Regions from separate parts of the Capra hircus genome. Here region 1 is linked to region 2. Evidence: chromatin contacts called from public Hi-C data. All regions are on one chromosome and are shown on one strand. Each heading gives the region's core, a stretch centred on a gene start, on an enhancer-like site or on the middle of the called end of the contact. The rest is flanking DNA. Distances are from core to core; before and after follow the strand shown.

The links. Hi-C and Micro-C count contacts between places; a contact is called where the count stands out from the background.
Region 1: a Hi-C map of liver shows a contact between it and region 2, with 3 times the contacts expected there. The contact joins two enhancer-like sites. A contact is called at or near these places in 2 of 5 Hi-C or Micro-C datasets (blood and liver).

What each region holds. Positions count from the first base shown.
Region 1 is chr11:97,097,288-97,103,478 of ARS1.2, forward strand. No RefSeq gene overlaps it. Among named protein-coding and RNA genes, the nearest start is that of ZBTB43, 26 kb to the right of the region's middle. Within about 2 kb of position 3,499, at least 1 of the 5 cell types and tissues checked has an H3K27ac peak or open chromatin away from gene starts, as enhancers often do.
Region 2 is chr11:97,027,992-97,034,454 of ARS1.2, forward strand. No RefSeq gene overlaps it. Among named protein-coding and RNA genes, the nearest start is that of LMX1B, 94 kb to the left of the region's middle. Within about 2 kb of position 2,035, at least 2 of the 5 cell types and tissues checked have an H3K27ac peak or open chromatin away from gene starts, as enhancers often do.

The DNA.
Region 1 (6,191 bases), core at 2,249-4,748, 71 kb after region 2:
GGTTAGGAATATATCTTGGAGTGGGGCATGGCAACCAACTCCAACATTCTTGCCTGGAGAATCCCATGGACAGAGGAGCCTGGCAGGCTACAGACCCTAGGGCCGCCAAGAGTCAGAGATGACTGAAGTGACTTAGCACTCACAGAAATGTGGAGAGGGGAAGCCACGGAAAAGTCGGAGATAAGTATTAAGCTGCCCCTGGGTGGATGGTGGGATGGACAACTAGTGGGAAAAACAGTCTGGCATAAAGGTGACGAGTTCAGTTTTGGCTTCTCTGAGTTTGAGGTACACGTGAGGCATCCGGGAGGTCAGATGTTAGGGGATCAGCTGTGTTTGCAGAGCTGAAGCTCAGGAGAGAGGCTTGGGCTTCAGAGGGGAAGAGCTGAAATCAGTTCCTGATCCTGATGTGGAGGGAGCACTGCAGTGTGGAGGGCGCGTTTCGGGGAGCCCCCAGCATTCTGCATCCCATGCTCTCAGCTCCCCAGTGATTTCAGCTGCAGCTGTGGTGGACAGTTCCATCCAAGCTCAGACTTCCCTGGCTGGCAGGCTCCTACCTCAAGCACACACCACGTGTCTTGTCTTCTGCTCCACGGCTGTGTGTTCATCCTGTATTCAAGTGAGCCCTGGGAAATGCAGGGAGTTAGCATCTGTTCTTACCTGGAGAATCCCAGGGACGGGGGAGCCTGGTGGGCTGCCGTCTATGGGGTCGCACAGAGTCGGACACGACTGAAGCGATTTAGCAGCAGCAGCAGCAGCCTTGCAGACACCCTCCCCCAGTGGAGGCAGGTGTCCCATGGGTGGGTGAGCAGGAGGACGCTTCCTTTAACAGGCTGAACGCGGATTATCTGCACAGTCCTGGAATCCTTGACCCCCGAATCCTCTCCACAGAGCCTGGATCTTTGCAAAACAGTCTCCTGGAGGCTGTGCAGTCTGGCTCCTCCAAATGGGAAGGAATGAAGGAGGGAAGGTAGGTTTCCAGTCCAAGATGACATTCTGCCCCTCCTCTGCCATCAGTGCCCCTGCCTTCTTCCCTGCTCTGTACTGTCTCCAGGGCTGGTGAACAGGACCTCCTGCAAACCCAGGAGGGCCCTGTATCATCCCCGGAACGTTCTCCCATCCCCATCTCACAGTCTCACTTATCTTGCCTCAACTGCAACAGCGCCACCTTCAGGTCATCCTGAAGTATTCAAACCCCATAAAGGGTCTGGATTACAGTCCGGGTTGGGAGGTGGGATGGCAGAGGCGGGGTTTACACGGGAAGCAGATTGTTTGGGGCAACTCCCTACACCTCTGGGAGCCCTGTTGCAAAATGCTCATTGGCAATATCTCAATGGGAGACTCTGAGGATAGAGTGAGATAACCACATAACTCACGGAGAACCGGCCTGGTACCCAGAGAGAGCCCAGTGACCAATTCTGTTATAAGGTAGGATGAAAAGCTTGTTGAAGCTTCCCAGGTGGCTCAGTGGTGAAGAACCTGCCTGCCAATGGAGAAGATCCCTGGGTCTGGAAGATCCCCTGGAGAAGGGAATGGCAACCCACTCCAGTATTCTTGCCTGGGAATCCCATGGACAGAGGAGCCTGGGCTACAGTCCATAGGGTTGCAAAAAGTTGGACACAACTGAGAGATTGAGCATGCACATATGACGTGCTTGTTGGCCTCATTTGGAAAAAAAACAAACAAAAACAAAAAAAAACATGGAAGTCCTTGACTCCTTTTGCTTTGATTCTTTGCTTTCTTTGCTTTGGACCACAAAGGCACAGCATTCAATTGCTCACAACTGTCAGTTCAACTCAGTGATTCCCAGTCACGCACAGGTCCTCTTGTGTCTTTGTTTGCTTTGCTTTTGCCTCTTCCATCCTCTTTCTTGAACTCCCTGCCTTCCCTCGCTCCTCTCCCCACGGGGAAATATTCTTATGTTGTCGTCTGTGAGCGTGTTAGCCTTGAGAATATATATTGCAGCATATATAAGCCGTACCTGCCAGACACCTTGTTTGGCATTACCTTTTTACGACCTGCCCATGTTAATACACATCATTCTAATTCATTCCATTGAACCCTGCCTGGTGTTCGTCATTTGCATATGCCGCCTGTGATTTATCTACTTCTTTTTGAGTAGACATCTTGGGTGTTTCCAGCCCTTGGCTATTACCAGCAAATACTTAGAGGACTATCACTGGGGAAGTCTCTTTGTCTGCCTGGGTGAGAGATGCTCTGGAGGACGTGATCAGAAGTGGAATTGCTGGGATATATGCCTTCCACACTGGCCCCATAGCTCACCCTTCCACTAGGACAAGGATTCCTAGGTCTCCACGTCTCCACCAACACCTGCCCATCAGACGGTTATAAAGTGGAGCTCAGGACTTCCCCGGCTGTCCAGTGGTTGGGACTCTGTGCTTCCACTACAGGGTGCTCACATTCAATCTCTGATTGTGGAACTAGAATCCTGCATGCCATGAAGATTGGCCAAAAAAATAAAATTAATTGGAGCTCATTGTCACCCTCCTCTCTTTCTCCAACCTATCTGTCCCTCCTTCATGTGCTGGAGAAGGAATGGATGAGGTCTCCTAGATGCCACGTATTCTGTTACCTTTGAAGATAAGTGGCTCCAGCTGCTGGATGTCCTCAAACCCCGTCACTTGTTATCATCCACGCACAAGGAACCAGTAGAACAAGCAAAGACGCACGAGCCTAAAGATGTACCAAAGTGTGTGGCCAGCCCCAAGATGGCCCTGAAAACTCCATCCATTCCAACAGTGTCAAATCAGCCCAACAAATGCAGCTTGCCTGCCCACCCCTTCTTTCTCAGAAGTAGACATTCAGGGCAAACAACAGTGGCGTGGGTGGTTTTGTTAGGGCTGCTGCTCTGAGCCCCCATTAGCAATGCTCTTGGTGGTCCCTGAGGTATAAAGGGCCATGCAGCCTAGGATAAGCTAGGGTCTGGGACGAGGTGGCCATGTTCCCTTCAAGCTCAAATTCCTCCAAGTCTCTGCAGTGTGTTTGCTTAGAGGATTTCGGAGGTAACAGAATACGTGGCATCTAGGAGACCTCATCCATTCCTCTGGAGTCAGAATGTCCTGGGTTCCAGCCCCAACTTACGTCACAGGACTACCGCAGATGCCAAAGGTACAGGACATGCGAAGTGCTGGGCTGGCTTCCAGGCACACGCTAAGCCTCAGATGGCCATCTGTTGTCCAGAGCAACCCACAATGCACGAAATACACTCTCCACTTTACAAATTATAAAATATGTAATTTTATATACCCAGAGAGGCTGAGCTACTTTTTTGGAGAGCAGAATTCAAACTCAGGTCTGTCTGTCTCTGTTTGTTTCCCTCTTCTGGGGAAACTTCACTGATTCCTGTCCTCTGCAAGGACCTTGGGCTGAGGCTGGCATTAGATGCCTCCATGGGACTCCAGGTCCTGGATTCAGTGGGGACAAGCCCGCTGGGCCATCTTGGCAGGAGTTCCTCAGGGAGTGGGAGGCCCAGGGCAGGCCTGGGCCCCGGCTGGGCGACAGGAGGCTTCCAAGTGTTGGGGTAGGCAGCAGCCTGGCCGGTCTCCAAGCACATTCAGAGCCAACCCAAGGGAAACCCCAATTCTGTCCATGCCGGCAAGCCTGGGGCAGAAGCATTGGAGACATTAAATATTAAATGCATCGGCTGGCTTCCAAACTTGGTAATTAAAACTCTTATTTCATATTTTACACAGGATGGACACGGAGGTCATGGGGCTGCTCTAAGAGGTCTCATAGCTCCCTTGTTCACAGATGAAGTGGCTCTTCTGAGGAAAACCTCGCTGTCATTCGGGACCCACACTGCCCTATTTATAAAGTGATTTCCTGGGAGGTCTTCCAGAGAGGGTAGGGCCCATTCAAGACTCCCAGCTGGGTCTCAGGCTTTCTTTCTGCTTCTCCGAAATAGGCCTGCATTCCCAGGAGCCTGCAGAGGGTCTAGCCTCAAGCCCCTCAAGTCTGATGCAAGGGCAGCCCAGGGAGCTAGAGTTGGCTCTGAAAATGGGGAAGGAGAAGAAATAGCCGAGGGAGGGCTGCAGGGAGGGTCCTAGGGAAGGGGACCCGTCCCTTAGCCTCTAGCGCCATCTGCTGACCATGTGCTGAACTGCAGCACCCTGGATGCCACCTGGAGACCTCGCGGGAGCTCTGGGCTGGGTTGAAAACAGGGGATCAGTGAAAATCAGGGCTGATGCTACAGGGAACAATTTTTAAACACAATTTAGTTTTGTGAATTTTTCACTCGGTCATTCTCTGAGGTCAAGAGCTAAATAAGACTCAGACTTGGATCTCTGGGGACCCAACCCAGCTTGATAACCAGGATATGCATGGAAATCAGCATGTGGTGAGCACAGGCCTCCACAATTTACATTAGTTATCTCACTATGCGTGCCCATTTGACAGATGAAAACACTCAGCAGCGGACAGAAGACCCCAAAGCCAGATTACTCCCCTGCGCCCAGCCCCATCGTCAATATTTCTGCAAGGCCTGACCCTTTCCACCTCTAAAACATACCATGAGCTTTCTTCTTTTCCCCATTGTCATTCTTACCTTCTCGGTCCAAGCCATTCTCACCTCTTCCCTGGACAAAGACTTCTCCCCAGGGCCTTCGCAGGAGGATTTTAGCAGCTCCAGCCTCGCCCTCTACCAACTATGCTTCACAAACAGCCAGTGGGATCTTAGGACGGGAACTGAATCACACCCATCCCTTGCTCAAAAACTCTGATGGCTCCCATTGCCTTTAATATAAAATCTAGGGCTTCCCCGGTGGTCCAGTGGTTAGGAATCTGCCCGCCAATGCAGGAGACATGAGTGCGGCCCTGGTCCAGGAAGATCCACACGTTGAGGGGGAACTAAGCCCGTGGACCACAACTACTGAAGCCTGCATGCTCTAGAGCCCACAAGCCACAACAAGAGAAGCCCCCCACACCGAGCAGCCCAAGCAGCACAACTAGAGAGTAGACCCACTCACCACAGCTAGAGAAAGCCCGCATGCAGCAACAGAGACCCAGCATGGCCAAAATAAGCACTGAATTAAAAAATCTCAGCTCCTTGCCAGATTTAGAAATGCCCTGATGTGGTGTTCTCACCAGCCTCAGTTCATGCCCCTCTCTCCACCCTCTGCTCACTCCACAGCAGTCATGTGCGCTTCCTCAAACATGCCAGATTCTTCCTGAGCTCAGTTCTTTCGCAGATGCTGTTCACTCCACCTGGAATGCTGTTCCCGTCACTTCTTCTCTCTGAATTAGAAGTTCTCCATGTCATGGAACACCCCAGGCCTTTCCTGACCACACTCTCTAAAGAACACCTGCCCGATTGCCCAGTTATTTTCTAACCAAGTCTTTTGTATTTTCTTTATCGAACTTCTTGGCACTTGCAACAACTTTTTTATTTGCTCATTAACTTTTAAAAGCTGTTCCCCCAACTGGAATGAAAATTCTGAGCAGGCAGGGAGCAGATGAGCTTTGTTCATCATAGCACAAGGCCTACCAAATAGTAGGCACCAAATAAATACCTGGCACCAAATGCAGGTATAGAGCATCAGAGAAGGTTTCTTGAGGAAGGGACATCTACGCTGAGACCTGAAAAATGGATAGGAGTAACTCAGGAGAAAGTGAAGAGGCAGAGGAGCCTGGAGGGCTACAGTCCATAAGGTCACAAGGAGTCAGACACGACTGAAGCACCTTACCACGCACACAGCTAGGCAGAAAGGGGAGTGACAAGGAGGAGCTGAGAAATGGAATATTTCCTGCCACATCAATCGCTTCCCTGGTGACTCAGATGATTAAGAATCTACCTGCAATGCAGCAGACCCCGGTTTGATCCCTGGGTCAGGAAAATCCCCTAGAGAAGGGACTGGCTACCCACTCCAGTATTCTTGTTTGAAAAATCATATGGACAGAGGAGCATGGTAGGTTACAGTCCACGGGGTCACAAAGAGTTGGGCACAATTGAGCAACTAACACTTTTCACCTTCAGTAAACAAAGATGTCACAGTCATCAGCAATTGCAGCCACCAGGATGGTGAGCTGGTGAGCCCTGAGGGAACTCCAGAAGGAAAGAACACCTGCCCTCCAGCAACCACCAAACTGCAGCCACTCCCTATGATGAGTCCTGAGGAAATTCGGGACGTGAAAACACAGGATACTGGCCTCAGACAGCTGAGGTGCATATCAAAAGA
Region 2 (6,463 bases), core at 785-3,284:
GCCTTGTTGGTCTGTCTGACTCCTCACACTCACCTGCGAGGCACCTTCTGGCACTACCCCCATTTTATTGATAAGGAAACTGAGGCTCAGGGAGTGGTGTATGCCCTGGCTCCTGGGGAATCAGCCCTCCCTGAGCCCAGAGGGAGGCGCACAGGGGTGAGGGGAGGACTGCCAAGCACCCCACCGCCCCACCGGGCCCCTTCCCCTGCACCCCTCCTTCAGGACCCAGGAAGCCTCGTTTCCAGGCACACAAAGGGGACCCCCTCACCAGGGCAAGATCCAGCTCCAGCCTCAGTGTGCAGTGACCCTTGTGGATGCTTCCAGAACATAGGATACAGGTCAGAGTTGGGGGCCCCGGATGTGAGGGTCAGTATCTCATTCTGATCATTTCAGTCCCTGTGGTCTGCCAATGAGGGGGCAACTGTTCTGGTGGGTGCCTGGGGCTCTGGTGTCTGACGGGACCCCACCCTGTCCAGCTTCAGAGAATGGGAAGTGAGTGTAACGTTGTCAAGTTCCAGTCCCAGCTCTGCCACTCGCTGGCCACGTGACCTTGGGCAAGTCACTTAACCACCCCGCAGCCTTGGTTCCTTTGTGAACTGAAGGATGAGCACAGAGCCATCGTGAGGGTCACATGAGCAAGTGAACCAGGAGCTCAAACAGTGGGCCTGACTATTCATGGATACCCCTCCCTCTGCCTAGCCCGGAAGCTAACTCAGCCCAGAACACTGAACCAAGAGGGGCCTAAGGGCCTTGAAAAGTCAGCGTTCGTCGCTCAGCTGAGCCCAACTCTTTGTGACCCCATGGACTGTCCACCAGGCTCCTCTATCCATGGCATTCTCCAGGCCAGAATCTGGAGTGGGTCACCGTGCCCTGCTCCAGGGGATCTTCCCAACCCAGGGATTGAGCTTCAGTCTCCTACATTGCAGGCAGATCCTTTACCATCTGAACCACCAGGGAAGCCACTGGAAGAGGTGGATGTGGGGTGGTCTTCGGCACTGACAATGGCAAGGCTCCACCTGCCCGTTAAAGCTGCAGTGTAAAGCTCTCGCGTGGGGCCTGGCATGACAGGGAAGCTTCCAGGAGCTGGGCTTCCTGGGGCACCAGCCTTCCTTCCCCCATGCTCTGAGACTAACAGACACCTGGGCCTCCCATGGCCTCCAGCGCCATTCCAGAAGGGGCACTGGGGCACAGTCAGTGGGAGCTTGTCCCTGCCAGTCAGCCAGGCCTGAGCCTCAAGGCACAAGTTACAGGGATGTTGGTAGCTATGTCATCTGAGGTCTTGGCCATGAGTACCTTCCTGGTCCCCTCTGGTCCCATACACACGGAAGGGAATCCTCTCTGGTTCACCCACAGCTGAAACTGGGAGGCTGTGCTGCAGGGCCAGGCAGTGGGGGTACTTCATAAGCAACAGTGTTCAACTGAAAAAGTGAATTACGGGTGCCGAGTTACTAACGAGCAAATAATCAAGTTATACCCATCAGAAAAATGTCCACAAACAGAGTGACTGTGACATGAGCAGAAACCTGCTCTGCAAAGCAAAGTGAAGCTGCAACTCTGGAAGAAAGCAACTTACTGCAACAGGTCTTTTTTGCTTGTAAAAATACTCTGCCAACAATAAGTCATAATGCTAACAGTGACGATAACCAGAATAACGATAGCTGCTGAGTCCTGAGTACTTATCATAGGCCAGTGCCTCTAGATATGATCTCATTGCATTTTCACTCAAAGTATTATCATCCCCATTTTACAGATGAACATGCTGAGGCTGACAGGTGGAGCCTGTTCAACTTCACAAAGCTGGTGAGTGGCAGATCCTGAGAGCAACTCACCAGTGTAAACAAGCAACTCTGCCTACAAGGAAGACCAGGACAGACCGGAAAAGCCCCAAATATTACACAACTCTGCCCTTCTGAGGGGGTGGGGCAGACTTCTCCAGACCAGGCTCCAAGCCAAGGAGTGCCTTGGAATGGCCGGAGAGACAGAGGCGGAGGCTGCGTCCCAGGACAACAGGAGTGAGGATTCAATAGCAGGGCCAGAGGTGTGGCCGGTCCTAAGCTGCCTCCCAGGTGCTGGCCAGCAGGTTGGCTCAGACAGGCCAGGACAAGAGAAGCAGGGAGAAAGGGAGACTGCCAGCCAGAATGCACCCTCCCTCTCATGGCTGGCCCCGCCTATCACAGACAGGACTTCTGCCTGTGCGTCATTGCCTCATGCTGTCCAGAAGGGAACAGCAGAGCTCAGAGTGGTGCAGCCACTTACTAAATTCACACAGCCAGTCTAGATTAGGAACCTAGAAAGTTGATGAACCTCAGGCAGGTCAGAAGAAGAAGCAGGAAGAAGTAGGGGTCGTCTATTTGGGAGGCCAGTAGAGAAGCAGATACAGGAGCTGAGCTGGAGGCTGGACCAGGATCCCTGGGAGCCTGGCCATACTCCCTGAACCCTTTCTAAATCCCTCGGAAAGGTGGGCACCTGAGGTTACTGCTCAAAGCCACCTGCTCAGGAGTGGGCCTGGCCAGCAGCACCATGGTAGGGTGGACTCTCCTCCCACTGAGCAGGAAGACCATTAAGATAAACTACTGAGGTTTTCCCCCTGCAGTTTTTACTTTACATTAGTTGGCTGCTGTGTTGCTTGATACAATAAAGTTTATGATTATCTTTCCCAGGAAATGTACCTTTCTTCATTAGCTAATGTTCCTCTTTGTTCTGTTTAATGGTTTTGGTCTTGAATTGTGCAATGATAATAATGTTGGTACCCCTACATTCTACACGTGTGTGTGTGTGTATGTGTGTGTGTACTTTCAGATCAGTTCAGTTCAGTCCCTGTCATGTTCGACTCTTTGCGACCCCATGAACTGCAGCACACCAGGCCTCCCTGTCTATCACCAACTGCTGAAGTCTACCCAAATCCATGTCCATGAGTCAGTGATGCCACCCAACCATCTCATCCTCTGTCATCCCCTTCCCTTCCTGCCCTCAATCTTTCCCAGCATCAGGGTCTTTTCCAATGAGTCAACTATTTGCATCAGATGGCCAAAGTATTGGAGTTTCAGCTTCACCATCAGTCTTTCCAGTGAACACCCAGGACTGATCTCCTTTAGGATGGACTGATTGAATCTCCTTGCAGTCCAAGGGACTCTCAAGAGTCTTCTCCAACACCACAGTTCAAAAGCATCAATTCTTCGGAGCTCAGCTTTCTTTACAGTCCAATTTTCACATCCATACATGACCACTGGAAAAACTATAGCCTCGACTAGACAGACCTTTGTTGGCAAGGTAATATCTCTGCTTTTCAATATGCTATCTAGGTTGGTCATAACTTTCCTTCCAAGGAGTAAGTGTCTTTTAATTTCATGGCTGCAATCACCATATGCAGTGATTTTGGAGCCCCCCACCAAAAAAGTCAGCCACTGTTTCCACTGTTTCCCCACGTATTTCCCATGAAGTGATGGGACCAGATGCCATGATCTTAGTTTTCTGAATGTTGAGCTTTAAGCCAGCTTTTCCGCTCTCCTCTTTCACTTTCATCAAGAGGCTCTTTAGTTCTTCTTCACTTTCTGCCATAAGGCTGATGTCATCTGCATATCTGAGGTTATTGATACTTTTCCCAGTAATCTTGATTCCAGCTTCTGCTTCCTCCAGCCCAGCATTTCTCATGATGTACTCTGCATATAAGTTAAATAAGCAGGGTAACAATATACAGCCTTGACGTACTCCTTTTCCTATCTGGAACCAGTCTGTTGTTCCATGTCCAGTTCTAACTGTTGCTTCCTGACCTGCGTACAGGTTTCTCAAGAGGCAGGTCAGGTGGTCTGGTATTCCCATCTCCTTTAGGATTTTCCACAGTTTATTGTGATCCACACAGTCAAAGGCTTTGGCATAGTCAAGAAAGCAGAAACAGATGTTTTTCTGGAACTCTCTTGCTTTTTCCATGATCCAGAGGATGTTGGCAATTTGATCTCTGGTTCCCCTTCCTTTTCTAAAACCAGCTTGAACATCTGGAAGCTCACGGTTCACGTATTGCTGAAGCCTGGCTTGGAGAACTTTGAGCATTACTTTGCTAGCGTGTGAGATGAGTGCAATCATGCAGTAGTTTGAGCATTCTTTGGCATTGCCTTTCTTAGGGATTGGAGTGAAAACTGACCTTTTCCAGTCCTGTGGCCACTGCTGAGTTTTCCAAATTTGCTGGCATATTGAGTGCAGCACTTTCACAGCATCATCTTTCAGGATTTGAAATAGCTCAACTGGAATTCCATCACCTCCACTAGCTTTGTTTGTAGTGATGCTTCCTAATGTCTGGCTCTAGGCGACTGTGAATGATCACACCATCATGATTATCTGGGTCATGAAGATCTTTTTTGTACAGTTCTTCCATGTATTCTTGCCACCTCTTCTTAATATCTTCTGCTTCTGTTAGGTCCATACCATTTCTGTCCTTTATTGAGCCCATCTTTGCATGAAATATTCCCTTGGTATCTCTAATTTTCTTGAAGAGATCTCTAGTCTTTCTCATTCTATTAATATCTTTGTCTCTGTCCAGCCCTTTATTTTACAATCTTTGGTGGGGTTTTTTTGGTCATTGTTATTCCTTATTTTTTTAATATATATAACTGGATTTCATTTTTCTTTTTGTTATATTTTATATGTACACAAAATCTATAACTATAAGTTGTAAAGTGTAATAAGATAAACACCTATGAACCCAACTAGGGCATTACCAAACACAGGAGCTAGGACACACTCAAGACCACTGAGCCTTCCTGTGGATTCCAGCCAACTTGCTCCATACCTCATCCCAAAGATAACCACTATCTTGTATTTTGTGTTTATGATTGCCTTGCTTAAAAAAAAAACAAACCTAATTCCTGATCCCATAAAATTATATTTTTTCAGTTTTCCATGTTTCTGAATTTTATACTAGTAGTATACTATGCATAGTCTTCTGCTAGTTCCATTTTTTTATACAATATTGCTGCCAACATTCATCCATATTACTGCATGTGGCCATTATTCATTGCTATACAATATTCCATTTATTAATTCCCCTGTTACAGATACTTGGGTTTTTCCAACCTTTCATTAAAATAAACAGTGCTACAGTGAGTGTCCGTCTACATGGGTCCTGATGCACACACACTAGAGTCTTTCAAGAGCATAACCTGGTGGGGAGTTGCTGGGCTGCCAGGATGTGCACGGGGTCAGCTTTGTCAGACAGTGTTTCCCGCAGTGATTTTACTGTTTACACTTCCGACAGCGATCAAGAAGAGTTCTGATTGCTCCACATCCTTGACAGTACTTATCCATTTTGATCTGCCCCAAAGGATCTACTATCAGCGAGGTTGAGCATCTTTTCAGATGTGCATCCTACATCTGAGCGTTTTCTTTTGCGATATGTCTTTCACTCAATTTTCTTTCGGGTTGTTTGTCTTTGGTGTATTTATTTCTAGGGTTGTTTGTAAAAACTCTATTCTAGATACAAATTCTTTGCTAGTTATATGTGCTACAAATAACTTCTTCTAGTTTATGGAATAGAAGGTCTTTAATATATCCATCTGAATGCAGCGTTTCAAAGAATAGCAAGGAGAGATAAGAAAGCCTTCCAAGTGATCAATGCAAAGAAATAGAGGAAAACAATAGAATGGGAAAACAAGAGATCTCTTCAAGAAAATTAGAGATACCAAGAGAACATTTCATGTAAAGATGAGCACAATAAAGGACAGAAACTGTAAGGACCTAACAGAAGCAGAAGATATTAAGAAGAGGGGGCAAGAATACACAGAACTATACAAAAAAGATCTTCATGACCCAGATAACCACAATGGTATGATCATTCACCTAGAGCCAGACACCCTGGAATGCAAAGTTAAAGTGGGCCTTAGGAAGCATCACTATGAACAAAACTAGTGGAGGTGATGGAATTCCAGTTGGGCTATTTCAAATCCTGCAAGATGATGCTGTGAAAGTGTTGCACACAATATGCCAGCAAATTTGGAAAACTCAGCAGTGGCCACAGGACAAAAAAAGGTCAGTTTTCATTCCAATCCCAAAGAAAGGCAATGCCAAAGAATGTTCAAACTACCACACAATTGCACTCATCTGGTGGCTCAGAGGGTAAAGCGTCTGCCTACAATGTGGGAGACCAGGGTTCGATCCCTGGGTTGGGAAGATCCCCTGGAGAAGGAAGAGGCAACCCACTCCAGTACTCTTGCCTGGAAAATTCCATGGACTGAGAAGCCTGGTAGTCTACAGTCCATGGGGTCGCAAAGAGTCAGACACAACTGAGGGACTTCACTTCACTTCATATTCTAGCAAAGTAATACTCAAAATTATCCAAGCTAGGTTTCAATAGTATGTGAACCAAGAACTTTCAGATGTTCAACCTGAACTAAATCCAGAAAAGGCAGAGGAACCAGAGATCAAATTGCCAACATCCATTGGATCATAGAAAAAGCAAGCGAATTCCAGAAAA